2 separate regions of the Mus musculus genome follow, and region 2 is linked to region 1. A link is a contact called in public promoter capture Hi-C data. All regions are on one chromosome and are shown on one strand. The core of a region is the stretch at or near the end of the contact, and the rest is flanking DNA. Distances in the headings are between cores, read along the strand shown.

What was found. Promoter capture Hi-C pulls out the DNA fragments that hold promoters and counts their contacts.
Region 2: a promoter capture Hi-C map of hematopoietic stem and progenitor cells shows a contact between it and region 1, with 4 times the contacts expected there. The contact joins the enhancer-like site here to the promoter of 1700125H03Rik in region 1. A contact is called at or near these places in 5 of 39 promoter capture datasets (the 3T3-L1 cell line, hematopoietic stem and progenitor cells, hippocampal neurons and 1 more) and 1 of 115 datasets of contacts at active chromatin or transcription factors (astrocytes).

What each region holds. Positions count from the first base shown.
Region 1 is chr8:68,366,583-68,373,089 of GRCm38.p6, forward strand. 1700125H03Rik (RIKEN cDNA 1700125H03 gene) reads left to right here and starts at 1,877. Exons shown (of 4, transcript NR_038181.1): 1 at 1,877-1,952; 2 at 2,655-2,763; 3 at 5,417-5,598. Csgalnact1 (chondroitin sulfate N-acetylgalactosaminyltransferase 1) reads right to left here. Exons shown (of 10, transcript NM_172753.5): 8 at 6,038-6,132.
Region 2 is chr8:68,844,910-68,851,866 of GRCm38.p6, forward strand. No RefSeq gene overlaps it. Among named protein-coding and RNA genes, the nearest start is that of Gm51577, 6.5 kb to the right of the region's middle. Within about 2 kb of position 5,157, at least 5 of the 459 cell types and tissues checked have an H3K27ac peak or open chromatin away from gene starts, as enhancers often do.

The DNA of each region.
Region 1 (6,507 bases), core at 627-3,126:
TTAGGTTGGACAGAAGCCTATGAAACGATCTGGATCTTGAAATCAAGTAGGTTAAAAAAAGACTTCAGGCAGAGTATTCTATCTAAATCGAAGAGCATGTTCCAAGAACCAAAGCTAGATCTGACCAGCCTCCTACATCCTAGAAATTGCTGGGAGCTGGGCATGCTTACAGGCACATGTCCCAGAAGCTTACACAGGGTGCTGGGCTTGGTGTAGCTGTCTTTAAATTCTGAACATTTTGGAACAAGGGTTCGCATTTTGGGTTTGTTCTGAGATGTTTTACTGATATTTCACGTCCTGCACATGAATATGAAAGTCCTTGAATTGTAGCAATTTCTAGGTAGCACCATGCATTGTGCACTCTTTATTATCTGGAAACTGAAGGGCCAGTGAGCGCACTGCAGAGGGTTCCGGAAGCAAAGGCTGTGTGTCCTCTTCTTGAGACCTCTTTAAACTCAGGCAGAACGATTTCCTTGAGTTCATTCAATCTGTCATAGCAGAGCTAGGGGCTGGGATTCTGTTGAGTAGTTTTGTGTAATTTTTTAAGAAATAATGTATTTCTGGAGCCATAGAGTCTCCAGAATTAATTTAATAGTAGACTCAAATCTCATCTCCTCCCAGATCTTCACAGAGCCTTATTTCATTGGTTTCTGGATAAAGGATGGTTTTGTTTTCTAAGGGTTTCAGGCTGGACATGGATTCTCCAGGTTTCTCCTGTCTGGGGTCTAGACTCATGGTCCTCCTCGAAGCACACTGAAGCCAAAGAATACATTTCCTTCAGCGCATCATTCTCAGTCAAGCTTAGCCTCACGGTGTAGCACCTAGATCTCTCCCTCTCCCATGCAGCAGCTGCAAGAGTCTGAGACACGGTGGATTTATACCCTCTGAGCTCAGACTCGCGGATGTGTGAATTGAGATGCTGATGTCACTTGCCCATGTTGAGAATTATGGAAGATTACATGGTCACAGTGAGAGATTCTCAGATGGCATCTGGTAACATTACTGTTGCTATTTAGTAAGTGTAGGCTTTCTGAGTAAACAAAACCAGTCTGCAAGGGTACACTGCATATACCATGCTCAGTGGGCTATGCTAAAAACTGAAGCATAGGTCAGTGCTTAATATAGTCAATAATTTACCCCCACCCCCTAAAAAAAATCTCAACTAACTAAGGAGCTGAGAACTGGCTTCTTGATAAAGTGACTGCTCCACAAATACAAAGTCTTAAGTTTGGACCCCTGGAACTCATATATAAAGCTAGGTATAGTGACATGTGTGCCTAAACCTACTGCTCACTGTCTGCCCAGGCTAGTTAGATCAGTGAGCTAAATATTCAGCAAGAGAGGGTGGAGAAAGAGGAGGAGGAGGAGAAGAAAGAGGAGAAGGAAGAGAAAAAGAAAAAAGAAGGAGGGAGAGGAGGACACAGAGAGGAAAGGAGGGAGGAAGGAAAGAAAGGAGGAGGAAGGGAGAGACAGAGGGAGAAAGAGAAACAGAGACACAGAGAGAGACAGAGACAGTCAGTCAGACAGACAGACAGACAGAGAGAAGCATAAGGTGGGAGGAAGAAGCAGGGCCTAATAAAGAATAGGAACCGCATAAGAGAGGATGACAAGAGGAAAAATATGACTTAAAACATTAATACATGTATGAACTGCAAACCAATGAAATTAGGGGGGGACAATAATCAATGAAGACACTTGATACCCACCTCTGGGTTCACACACAAACTATTTTGGGAGGTAAAGAGGTGCAGGTGTATTCACAGGGGGGATGAGGAGGACAAAGGAGCAGCACAGCCCATAATCACTGAACAGAGTCACAAAGACAGAGGCTTAAGTGGGAGGGGCTACTGCACAGCAGGCAGAGAGTCTAAACCCCGGAAGGTAGTGACCTGGGGGAACAAGGACAGCATTCAGAGACCACGAGCAGGTGTGCTACACAACAGCAGGCTAACGTGAGTATTCTGGAGTTGGTGCCATCTGCCAGGTGGTGGGGTTGATAGAAGACAATTAGTCCCAACAAGAAATCAGAGTCTGCAGCCCTGTGCTTGAGCCAGCCCATGCTGGCTCCCCAGATTTGTACACATCTCTTCACAGCTGTATGCCCTGTGGTAACACATTGGTTAGCCGGGAAAAAAAAAGGCTACAGTGGGATTATTTACACCGTGGAAATTGGCAAATACCATCACCAGGGCATTTCCCCCCCTTCTTTCCAAGAGTGGGTTGCCAAACATTTGCTAGCATGCCACTGGCTTTATGCCATAAATGCTTTTTTAAAAGAGAAGTGGAGTTAGCTTGTTTATTCAAAACCAGCCTCTGGCAAGGAAAGGGTAAGGACAGACCGGAGTGTGGGGAGGGTCGGAATCTAAAGATAGAAGAAGTAGGAGGCTTCTGTGGGGACCTAAGCCAGAGCTGACAGGCAGAGCCGGCAAGGTGGAATGTTTAAAGAGAACACTCATTTAAATGACAGTCATCCCTTACTGAGCACGATGTTTCTGCATTAAAGCACCAGCAAGTTTCATCTCATGGCTTAAAATTCAAAACATTAAATATTAGTATGAAATCCCACAGTGTCACTTATTACTAACGACTCGTATGCAGAAGTTTAAAAAGAAAGTCATCTGTACACACACAAAAATCCTTGCTTTCATCTGCAGGCAAAACAGAAAATGACAGGGCTGATAACGGTGAAAACTCTTAACTGCAACATTGAGCAGGAGGTTTTGTTTGCGGGCTGTTGGGAAAGGTTCTCTCTTGTTTGCATAGGTAAGTAACTTTTATTACAGCCCCATTCTGAACATTCATTGCCTGTCTCATCCGAGGTACTGATGTGTTCCAGGGGAGGCTATCAAGGATTTGCGAATATCCACAGTCTCTTTCTAGACTGAGTCAAAATGCAACCTCAGGAGGAAATCTCTCCTAATTTATCCACCTCCAGCCATTACTTTTTATTTTATGGTGTCTTGCTACCTACACATTCTGTCTCTGGTATACTAATTTCTGTAGTTTGATGTTTGCCCCTAGAATTCTCCTTAGGCCATTTCTTTTATGCATCAGATCTCTAGGGGGTGCTCAGCAGCTCTAGTCCCCTGCTCAAGAGGAAGGATATAATGGTGGGCGCTGAGCTCTGTCACTCAAAGACCTTTCCATCTTAGTTTTGGGGACGTGTGTGTGTGTGTGTGTGTGTGTGTGTGTGTGTGTGTGTATGCTGGTGTCTATCTGTGCTTGTACAGTTGCCTGTGGGTGTTCATCCATGCTTGTGTAGAGGTCAGAAGTTAACTTTGGGTATCTTCTTTTATCACTCTTGACCTGATTTTTTTTTCACACATTCTCCAAAGAACCTAGAGCCGGCAATTTGAGATAGCCTGTCTAGCTAGTGACTGCCTCACATCTGTTGGGATCTTCCTGTCCCTATCAGATCCCCAGTGTCAGAGCTTCAGGCATGTGGCACTCACCTGTCTGAGGTGGGGTGGGGACCTGAATACAGGTCCTCATCTTTCACAGCAAGCACTTCATCCCCTGAGCCATCTCCCTATCCTCTGCCTATGCACCATGGACCAGTCGTTCTGCCTCCATAAAGGATGGTTGAGAGATTTCTCATCAATCAGGTCTGAGTATGTGAAACAATAACAGTTCTTCTGACTCCTGCATTAGGGTATGAACCAGACCTTTATAGGCAGCAAGTGATACAGTTTCTCTTGGGACTGTAGAGGTGGCTCACTCGTGAAGAGGTTTTGCTGCTCCTCCAGAGGACCTGAGTTTTGTTCCAAGGACCTGCATCAGATATAACTCCAGCTTCAAGAGATCTTTTACCCTTCTGAACTTACACACATAAGTACAAATAAAATTTTAGAAAATGACTTGTTTAATGAAGGACATAATCACACATTTCTCTGGGGAATGGGAAGTCTTCAAATTGCATTTCACCGAACTAGATAATTTTAAACACTGACCTCCAAATCAGCAGCTTTATGAACTGGGGGAGAACTCAATGATGCCTTCAGAAATAAATGTCAAAATGTAGGTTGACTCAGGGCTGCTAGCTGTGGCCGTGGGGATCTGAGTTATTTCTGCCTGGACTGCCTGTTCGGTGGGTCTGACAATTCTGCTTCTACACTGTCTGTCTTTCTGCCTTCTATCCCACCTGCTCTCAGCAGGATGGACTAGAAAGGACAAAACCTTTAGATTATGAAATGAAAAAAAAATTCCTTGCAAGCAAATAAGGCCTTTCTGAGTCTGAACTAGGAGAATTAATCATTGCCAATGTCAAATGTAAAACAGAGCCTTAATTAAAACCAAAGGGACTTTTATTCTTATTGGCTGAAAGAAAACAAATACTTTATTCCATTTTTCTTAGAGTCCCAAGAGAAGCTTATGACTCCTGGGATGGGAATCCAGAAGCCTTTGTCCTCGGGAGACTTATTGCTCATAAGTAGAAATCTGGCTCTTAGGCTGTGACACTGAGTTCTTTTCCTCTTCAAAGCCCAGAGAGAGATGTAGCCCTCACCCCACTACATTTGTAGTGCTAATGTTTGATGGAGGAAGAGGACACTGTTTATGCACTTTCTAGCTTGAGCCCAACAGAATCATGCTAGGACAAGTGTGAGATACAAACCTCCTCCATCCAGAAAACACGCAAAGGTGCAGTGTTCTGTAAAGAATCGCATTAGCTGTGAGAGGTTACCTGGCGAGGGTGAAGGGCGGGGGACAGGCCTGGAAGGAATGGGGATTTTGTTACTTCTGCCAGCTTATCACAGAGTCAACTATGCAAATGAACTTTGCAGACCATGGGTTTTCAACCCATGTGCCCTCCTTCCATGAGCCTCGAGGAGAGTTAGTTCCATCATGTTGGCATGTCTATGTCCCAGCTGTACAAGGGTATTCAGTGGGAAAAGCATGGCACTTTCAGGCTTGCTAACAGGACACAAAAGTGTCACAAATAATCTCCCTGCTGGAAAGATCACCCTGAGAGGGGTGACAGAAGGGTCTGCTCTGTGCCCAGGCAGCCAACAATACAGTATACTCCCAGGCACAGTCTCCATAGTTTTAGTTACTATTGTCAGCTGAGGCCTGAAAATATTAAATGGATAATTCCAGAAATGAGGAAATTATGTTTTAAGTAATGCTTATCTTAGCATATTATTATAATTATTCTATATAATCATTAGTCATTGCTGTTATTCTCTCACTGCTAATGTATAATTTAAATGTTACTATGGGTATAAGAACAGAGAAAGCCACACTATACACAGGCCTTGGTGTTACTTATGGCTTTGTATTATTCGCTATTCCAGATACGCAGTGACAGTCTTGGAGCATAGCCTGCACGCATAGGGGACACCATTACAATAGCCTTGGAAGAACATGAGGATTCTCTCCTGGTTTCTCTCATTTCCCATTTTCTGTTCTGCTTCAGCAGTTGGTGATGACAGAGATTGAACAGGTCTTACCGCTCTGTGGTTCCACAACCCATCGCCTGTGCAGCCAGGACCTTGGCAGAGAAGTCTCTCCACTATTTCCTGGAAAGCTACCTTTATGGAGACACCAGTGATGCCAACATCTACCCAGTACCGGGATGTGTAGCAGTGGTGATGGGATGGGGTGAGCCAGGAGACAGGATCAGATCTTTTCTCTCCACTGACTCCCTGTGACCCTGGCACGAGCCACCCCTTTTTATCATCTGATTTCACCTAAGAAACAGGAACATCAGCCTCATTTTTCTTGCTAGATTTTGTAATGGTAAAGAGAAAGCATGTTCTAGCATCCAGTAATAGTAGTCCCTAAAACGATAGAGGAAAACTATGAAGGTGTGAAATCACCCTCCTGTAAGGCACTGCTCTTCTTTATTTTCTGCTTTAAATATTGCAAGTGCGTTGAATCAACACGACACTTGAAGCAAAGGCTGGAAAATCTGCCAAACGTAAAAGCCACCAAGGGGATCAGTCTGCAGATGCCCGCTCACCTCGCCTCACAGTCAGGCGCCCCTCGTAATGAGCCACAAAGAAGCCGCCACACAGGCATCTGCAGGGTCATTACTCACCAGCTGCTGTCCTAGCGGAGGGACTGCATCGTGATGGCCGTAGATTACGCCGGGGTTATACTGACTGAACAGAACCGGATAAAATACCTTCTTCCCTGCAAACCAGAAGGCAAACATCTGCTTAAGAGAGTGACTCTTGTCCATATGCACGCAGATGTCTGAAATAGCCCAGGCATTTACATCCACTCTCACTTGTCTCGTCATTCAGGTCTAGGCTAGATCTCAGAAGTAACCCACCAGCTAGACCATTAAGTGTAATTCTAGAACTTTTCTGTCCTCCCAGGATGAGAATATACTCAAATTGTTTATAGTCAATGGTTGGAATTATATTCCCCAATGGGATGTGAGTGGAATGCCATGCTGTCTCCATCCTTAAACACTAGTTCCTAGCTGGCAAAGGAGATCAGGAAGACCCTGGGCAGCAGAGGGCTCAATGTAGCTGCCCTTAACCAATATATCTGGAAGAACTG
Region 2 (6,957 bases), core at 3,907-6,406, 480 kb after region 1:
TACTATTTTCAGGCTTGAAACTTACACGAGAAATACGGTTTAAAAGACAACAATTTCTTAAGCTTCCTTAAGAACATCTGAGCTTAAAAAAAAAAAAAAAAAAGAACATCTGAGCTACATGAACCTACAGGCTGGCAGCTCTTTGCCTATTGATCTGATTTTTACAGTTCACCCCTTTGTGTTTTATATTCTTGCTTTTCTCCTTTAATACAGCAGGATTACCACACCACACTTACCTCATTTATTCCTTACATGATGCCTGAGAGACTTTATTGCCCTGATTTTATGGCCAGAAAATAGGACTTAGTTTCAGCAATTTCTTATGGTCCCACAGTGATAATAAACTGTTTGAAGATTCAGAGCTGTCAGATACGAGAAGGGGGTTGAGTGAGAGAAAACATGACATCAAATGACAGATCACAGACCCAGTCTCGGGGCCAAGAGCCTTCATTCCTCCAGATTCACTATACCCAGGCTAGACCAGTGCACAGAGGTGGGATGTGGCTCTGTATTCTTTTATTTTGGTTTGGTTGTGTGTGTGTGTGTGTGTGTGTGTGTGTGTGTATGAGTGTGTATGTGTTTTGTGTTGAGGCAGGGTCTCATCATATAGCCCTGACTGGCCTGGAACTTTCCATGTAGACCAGGCTGGCCTTGAACTCACAGAGATCTGCCTGTTTCTACTTCCAGAGTGCTGGGATTAAAGGCATGCACCAAAAATCATCTTAGAAACTCAGACCACTCTAGACCTGCTGAGTCAGAATCTGTGCTCTGTTCAAGTCCCCAAGGGATTTTTATGGACTGAAGGTTTAGAAGCACCCACCTGACTTGGCACCGAATTCAGAGCATGGGGACATAGTTCCTGGTTGTCCATGGAGATTAGTCCTCCCTGAAACAGGCTAGAATGTGTCCAGTAGAATCAAGGAAGACAAAACTCCATGTTATAATTTTGTCATTGACACTGGTGAGCCCAGAACATTCTTTGGATGCTATGCGTGGAACAGTGCCACTGTGAAGATCCAAGAATGCTTCTTTACCTAAAACTAGGAGCCGCATACATTCCTGGGATAAAGGAAAATCCAGTGAAAGGGAGAGCAAGGAAAAATGAGCCTTGTCCTTCCCAGCTCTTGGAGATGTTATTCTATGACAAACATCCCTCTCTCTCTCCCTCACTCTCTCTCTCTCTCTCTCTCTCTCTCTCTCTCTCTCTCTCTCTCTCTCTCTCTCTCCCTCTCTCTCTCTCCTGATATTGCTCTACTGTCCCCAAACATTGAGTTGACATTTTCCTCTGTTTATCTCTGACTTTTTTTTTCACTTGGCCTTCTGGTTTTTCCTGCAATAATATTGACTAAATGAGATGGTTATCAGAGACTAGTAACGGTTGCCAAGGCATCTGGCAAAAGAACCATCCTAAGTGCCAGCTGTTTACTTGATACCAGCAAACCCTTTCTTCTACCTACTTGTGGTCTCCCACTCAGAGGGCTTTTTACCTTATAGATGCATTTGGCAGTGCAATCCCTGAGTCTAAAGGTAACAGGTTGAATATAGTTAGTAACAGAGAGTAAATCCCAAAGTTCATATTCTCCCAGGTAGCTCTTAGCCTCAACCGGATCCTCACAGTGTAAAAGAGTAGATGTTTTAATTTTGACATGGAAAAAGAATCCACTTTATGCGAGTATCATGCATAAGATGTGATGGGATGTGTACCTTAGTCCCTCAGACTGTATATATTCTTGCTTGACACTCTATTTATAAATAAGCTTTCATGTCAGATTTCAAAGCCATAATGAATTAGGAAAGAAAAGCAACTTGTTATATGTAAGTATACCATAACTGCTATTTACAATGGAGGATGCAGTTAAATAGCAGAAAACCTACCCACATCTATACCCCTAGCCCCTCAAACACACACACACACACACACACACACACACACACACACACTCCAGCAGCAGAAACTTGGAATTACTCTGTATATGTAAAAACATTCACACCCATACTTTCTTTCTTGCCCCTGAGATCATGAGTGTATTATAATTCAGTAGCCCAGTTAATATACTTCACAGTAGTGCTAAGTCATGCTCCAAATGTGACCTCTCCAAAGTGAACAAATGATATAGCTATTTCATGTTTTATATTCTTGCTTTTGCCCTCTAGTACAGCAGGACTACACACTTACCTCACCTATTCCTTACAGGATGCCTGAGAGACTTTATTACCCTGATTTTATGGCCAGAACATAGGACTCAGTCTCAGAAATCTCTTAGGGTCCCACAGTAATAACAAAATCGTTTGAAAATCTAGAATTGCCAGATGCAAGAATTGAGTGAGAGGAAACATGGCATCAAATGACAGATACAGACCGTCTCAGGGCCAAGTGCTCTGTGTGTGTGTGTGTGTGTGTGTGTGTGTGTGTGTGTGTGTGTGTGTGTGTGTGTGTATTTTGTTTTTGAGACAGGGTCTTATCATGTAGCCCTGGCAAGCCTGAAACTCTGAATGAGACCAGGCTGGCCTTGAACTCACAGAGATCTGCCTGGTTTTGCCTCCTGAGTGCTGGGATTAAAGGCATGCACCAAGGTTCTTCTTAGAAACTCGGGCCATCCCAGACCTGCTATCCTCTGATGAATTTGAAACGTTTTCATCATTTCTAGCATTTTCATCATTTCTAGCATTTCAGTGCCCCCTATAATTAGCTCTCTGTAATTAGATGCTCTCTTTACATCTAGAAGCTTCCACAGTATCTAATCCAGGGATAGTGATTCTTTTCCTATTAAATAACACTAGGAAAACAGATTCAGAATTTAGCATCAGGAAATGTGTCATAATCATTGTCACTCATTGGTGGACCAGGTGCCCCATGAAGAGAAGGTGGCTTACACAGTCAGCAGCGTCATTCCAAATCACCTTTAATGGCATTTATGAAGATCCTAAAGAAGACACACTTGAGGGTTTGCTGGAAGATGTGGAAAGACTGGCAAGATGTTTACAAATACTGAACCGCGAGGGAGCACCTGCCCTTCCGGTCCTCCACTGTGAACCTCGAGGAAGCACCTGCCCTTCCGGTCCTACACTGTGAACAGTGAGGTAGCACCTGCCCTTCCGGTCCTACACTGTGAACTGTGAGGGAGCACCTGCCCTTCCGGTCCTACACTGTGAACCTCGAGGAAGCACCTGCCCTTCCGGTCCTCCAGTGTGAACAGTGAGGGAGCACCTGCCCTTCCGGTCCTCCACTGTGAACCTCGAGGAAGCACCTGTCCTTCCGGTCCTTCACTGTTAACTGTGAGGGAGCATCTGCTCTTCCGGTCCTACACTGTGAACTGTGAGGGAGCACCTGCCCTTCCGGTCCTACACTGTGAACCTCGAGGGAGCACCTGCCCTTCCGGTCCTACACTGTGAACTGTGAGGGAGCACCTGCCCTTCCGGTCCTACACTGTGAAATCCAACTAAATTGTAAAAGAATACAAAAGGCAAAAAGTATAACTCCTGCCTTATTTGTATATTTCAGATGTCCTGGTCAGGCACGGAGATACCAGATGAATCTCTGAAAAGTGTTTCAGCGTCTAACCAAACAGGAGTCCAGAAATGGCCAAGAAGTCAGATGCAGAAAGGGAGAATACAATTAGGTCTGTGCTTAGGGATAGAGACCTACTAGATTCATGATTGGGAGCTGCTAAAGGTTCCCAGGTTACTGCAGGGCAGATAGCATTGCTTAAAGAAAGTCTGCAGGCAAGGCTCCAGAGTTCACCTCGCAGCTGAGGGCATGATCTTAAACAAACTCTGAGTCTCTCCCTTCCTTCTTACCTGCAGCAGGACACACACACACACACAGATTTGGGGTTGAACCTAGTAACAGCTCTGGAGTTAGTAAGTTAGAATTTTACACTAAATTTTGTTCTAACATTCGGGCTGTATGGAAATTTCTTTGTTTTCAACACTTGCATGGAGTTTGAAATGTCAAGCCATTGTGAAAATGTAGTCCCCAGCCTAGCAGTGCTTAGCCAATAAGGCAAACAGCAACACATGTGAATTGAGTAAGATAAGGACTTTTAAAATAGAACAATCTTGCCCCATAGAACTTGTGTCACTGTGAAGACTGAGAAACAGTGAAGAACCATTTCTTATAGTTTCCCAATAGTCGTAGAAAAGGTTAAATAAAAGGGACAAATTGCCTAAGACTATTCATCTCCAAAACTCCAAGTGGCAGTCACATACAGCGGTTATCTGAACCCAGAAATCCTGAAACAAAAAGCTACTGTTTGCTGGAGCTTGGTGCCACGAAAAAGTAAATCTACAATGTGAACTAAGGAAATGGAGAATTCCTTTGGTGAGTATATAGCACATGTGGCTATAGAACTGTGAGCAGGGATAGCACAGGAGACCAAGGGCAGACCAGGTTCGCAATATGCTGTTATTAATCATTATTAGCAATAACTCTTTCCCTATAGTGTTCTATAATTGAAAAAGCATGTTCATACATTGTCTTGAGACTCAGCAAACGTGGAGGTAGATAGGAGAGTCTTATGTGGTAAGGCACCAGTCTCAACACCCCACCGAAACCAATGGTCATAATTTACAAAAGTTAACACAAAACCCCCTACAGTTCACATGACTGTGTGTATCGTGAAGCCAGCTGACAGCCACCTTCCTACTTTCCAGTCCCAGAAAGAATCAACTCACACACTCCCAAATCCAAGTGGATGCCAGTTATAAGTGTCTGGAAGTCAGAGGTCAAACAAGACCTTTATTATCAAAGGGCTGCACTTCTAAGCAAGAGCTCTTATATAATATATTCTTAATAACAATAATATATGTACCACAGTTATTCAAGGTTTTGATGCCCTTCTGTATGTAGGGCCAACCCAGGCACCATAGATCTGAAGATAGTAGAGGGCTGAGACTCTTTCTCTAGGACTTTGTCAGTGAGAATAGAGAATAGAAAAATCCCTTCACATCACTAACTGAAGATGGGGAAGGTAAACTTGGTTCAAATGGCAAAAGGAGGGAAAAGAAAGTGAGTTTCCAAAAACTCCTGTCAGGGGCTCTCACCCACCTTCCTGCTTGCAGTAGCCCTTAACTTGGCCTTGGGCCTTACAGTGTCTGAGCATTTGATTTATGATAGTGAGCTGTTGTGCAAAGAGGTTGTTATATAAAGTGTAGCCTTGGTATTTTTGCATTCGGTCACATGGAGCCATGCCTTCTCTGGCCTGGGGAATGGAGCAAGCTTAGCTACTCTCCACCCATAAATCAAGGTTTCGATGAAGTAAAAATGCAAGAAATTGAAATGCTCCCCAGAAACATGACTTGCTGAAGCAACAACCATACTGTGTTTAACCCTTAAGTGTCAAATTCTAAGGAGCCCCTCAATCAGGGCTTTCTATATCTACCTAGATATAGAAACACCTAAGGCAAAGAAAAAAAAATCAGAAGTGTTGGAGGAAAGATAAGTAGTATTAGCCACAACTCTGAGCCAGTAGAAGAGCAGCTAGACCAGAGGCAACAGTAGAATAACTAACCACCTTTGAGGAGGGATAGTGGCGAAGGGAGGGAAAATGATATAATCTTAGAATTGATGAAAATCATTTAAAATATAAAATAGTAAAATTGGTGCCACTTATAAAAATAAAATGCATTTAATCTCATAAATGGATTTCTACCTCTTGAGAAACTGGATAAATCTCCAAGAGTGGGTGAGGTCTCTTCAAACTGAGCTAGTTACTAGGAAAGCAGCCTAAAAGGAGCCTGGCAGCTTGGTTCCCTCTGTCTGGTATTGATTCACCTTGCCACTCTTTGCTGGTTATAGTTTGTCTTGACTTCATAGAGAGAAATGCCACCAAAGAAATTCTGATGGTGTTCTAGAGGCTTCTTGCTGCTTCTATGGACTTGGGCTGATTGGCAGAGCCTCGAGGTTTCTTCTGGATCAAACTGCCATTGCTGATTTGTGAATGGTGTTTGTAAGTGGATAGAGCTGTCACTGCTCGTTCCTGCGAACTGAACTGCTGATATCTTAACAATGCAGATTGAATTTATTCCAAAGAACTATTTCTAACAGGTCCACATTCTCCTTTGCCCTATTAACCTTTCCTTCTACTATCTCTGGTGGGTGGTGGGCTAGGAGAGAAGTCAAAGCATTTATATACCCTTATTAAAAGTAGGTTTTGAAAAATCTAAGACTACAAGCAACCCTTGCTCTTGTCCTCAGGTATCCACACATGTGTACATGCACCCCCACGTGTATCTATACACAAAAACATCTCTATTATTTAAGAAATTTTCATTGTACAGGAGGGTTCCAATATTGGACTCACTATAGCTTTTCATGTCTAGATTTAAAACTGATTACAACTCAAAGCTACTGGAAAGTTTTCACATATCTCTGTATTTGGTATAATGCAGATAGTTACTCACCACCTCTTAACACGTAAACAGTGAAACATATTGTATAAGAGAACTAATATTTCCATCTCTCCAAAGCAGCAGTTCTCAACCTTCCTATTTCTATGACCCTTTAATACAGTTCCTCATGTTGTACTGACACCCAACCACAAATTATTTCACTGCAACTTCATGACTGTAATTTTGCTATTGTTCTGAATTATAATGTAAATATATGATATTAAGAGTAGCTGATATGTAACCTACAAAATGGATCATGACCCACAGAACTGATGCTCTGTAGCCCCTTCTCAACTAAATATTCATAGGCAAGTATTCTTATAGTAAAATACTTTTTTCAAGTCATACAAAGATTTCATAGCCACAGAAAAAATCAACCTACAAAATATGAATGCCCCTTGTAGAATTCTAATCTCTGGATAACCAGCTCTGTTCTCCTGGTTGACTCCATTTCAGAAAGTTGAGCCTGGATCATTTATATTCACTAGCTAGTTTATAAGAAAAATCAATGAGGGTGGAAGCAGTGGTGAGACTTCTTTGAGCACAGATATGATGGCTCTGGTGAAC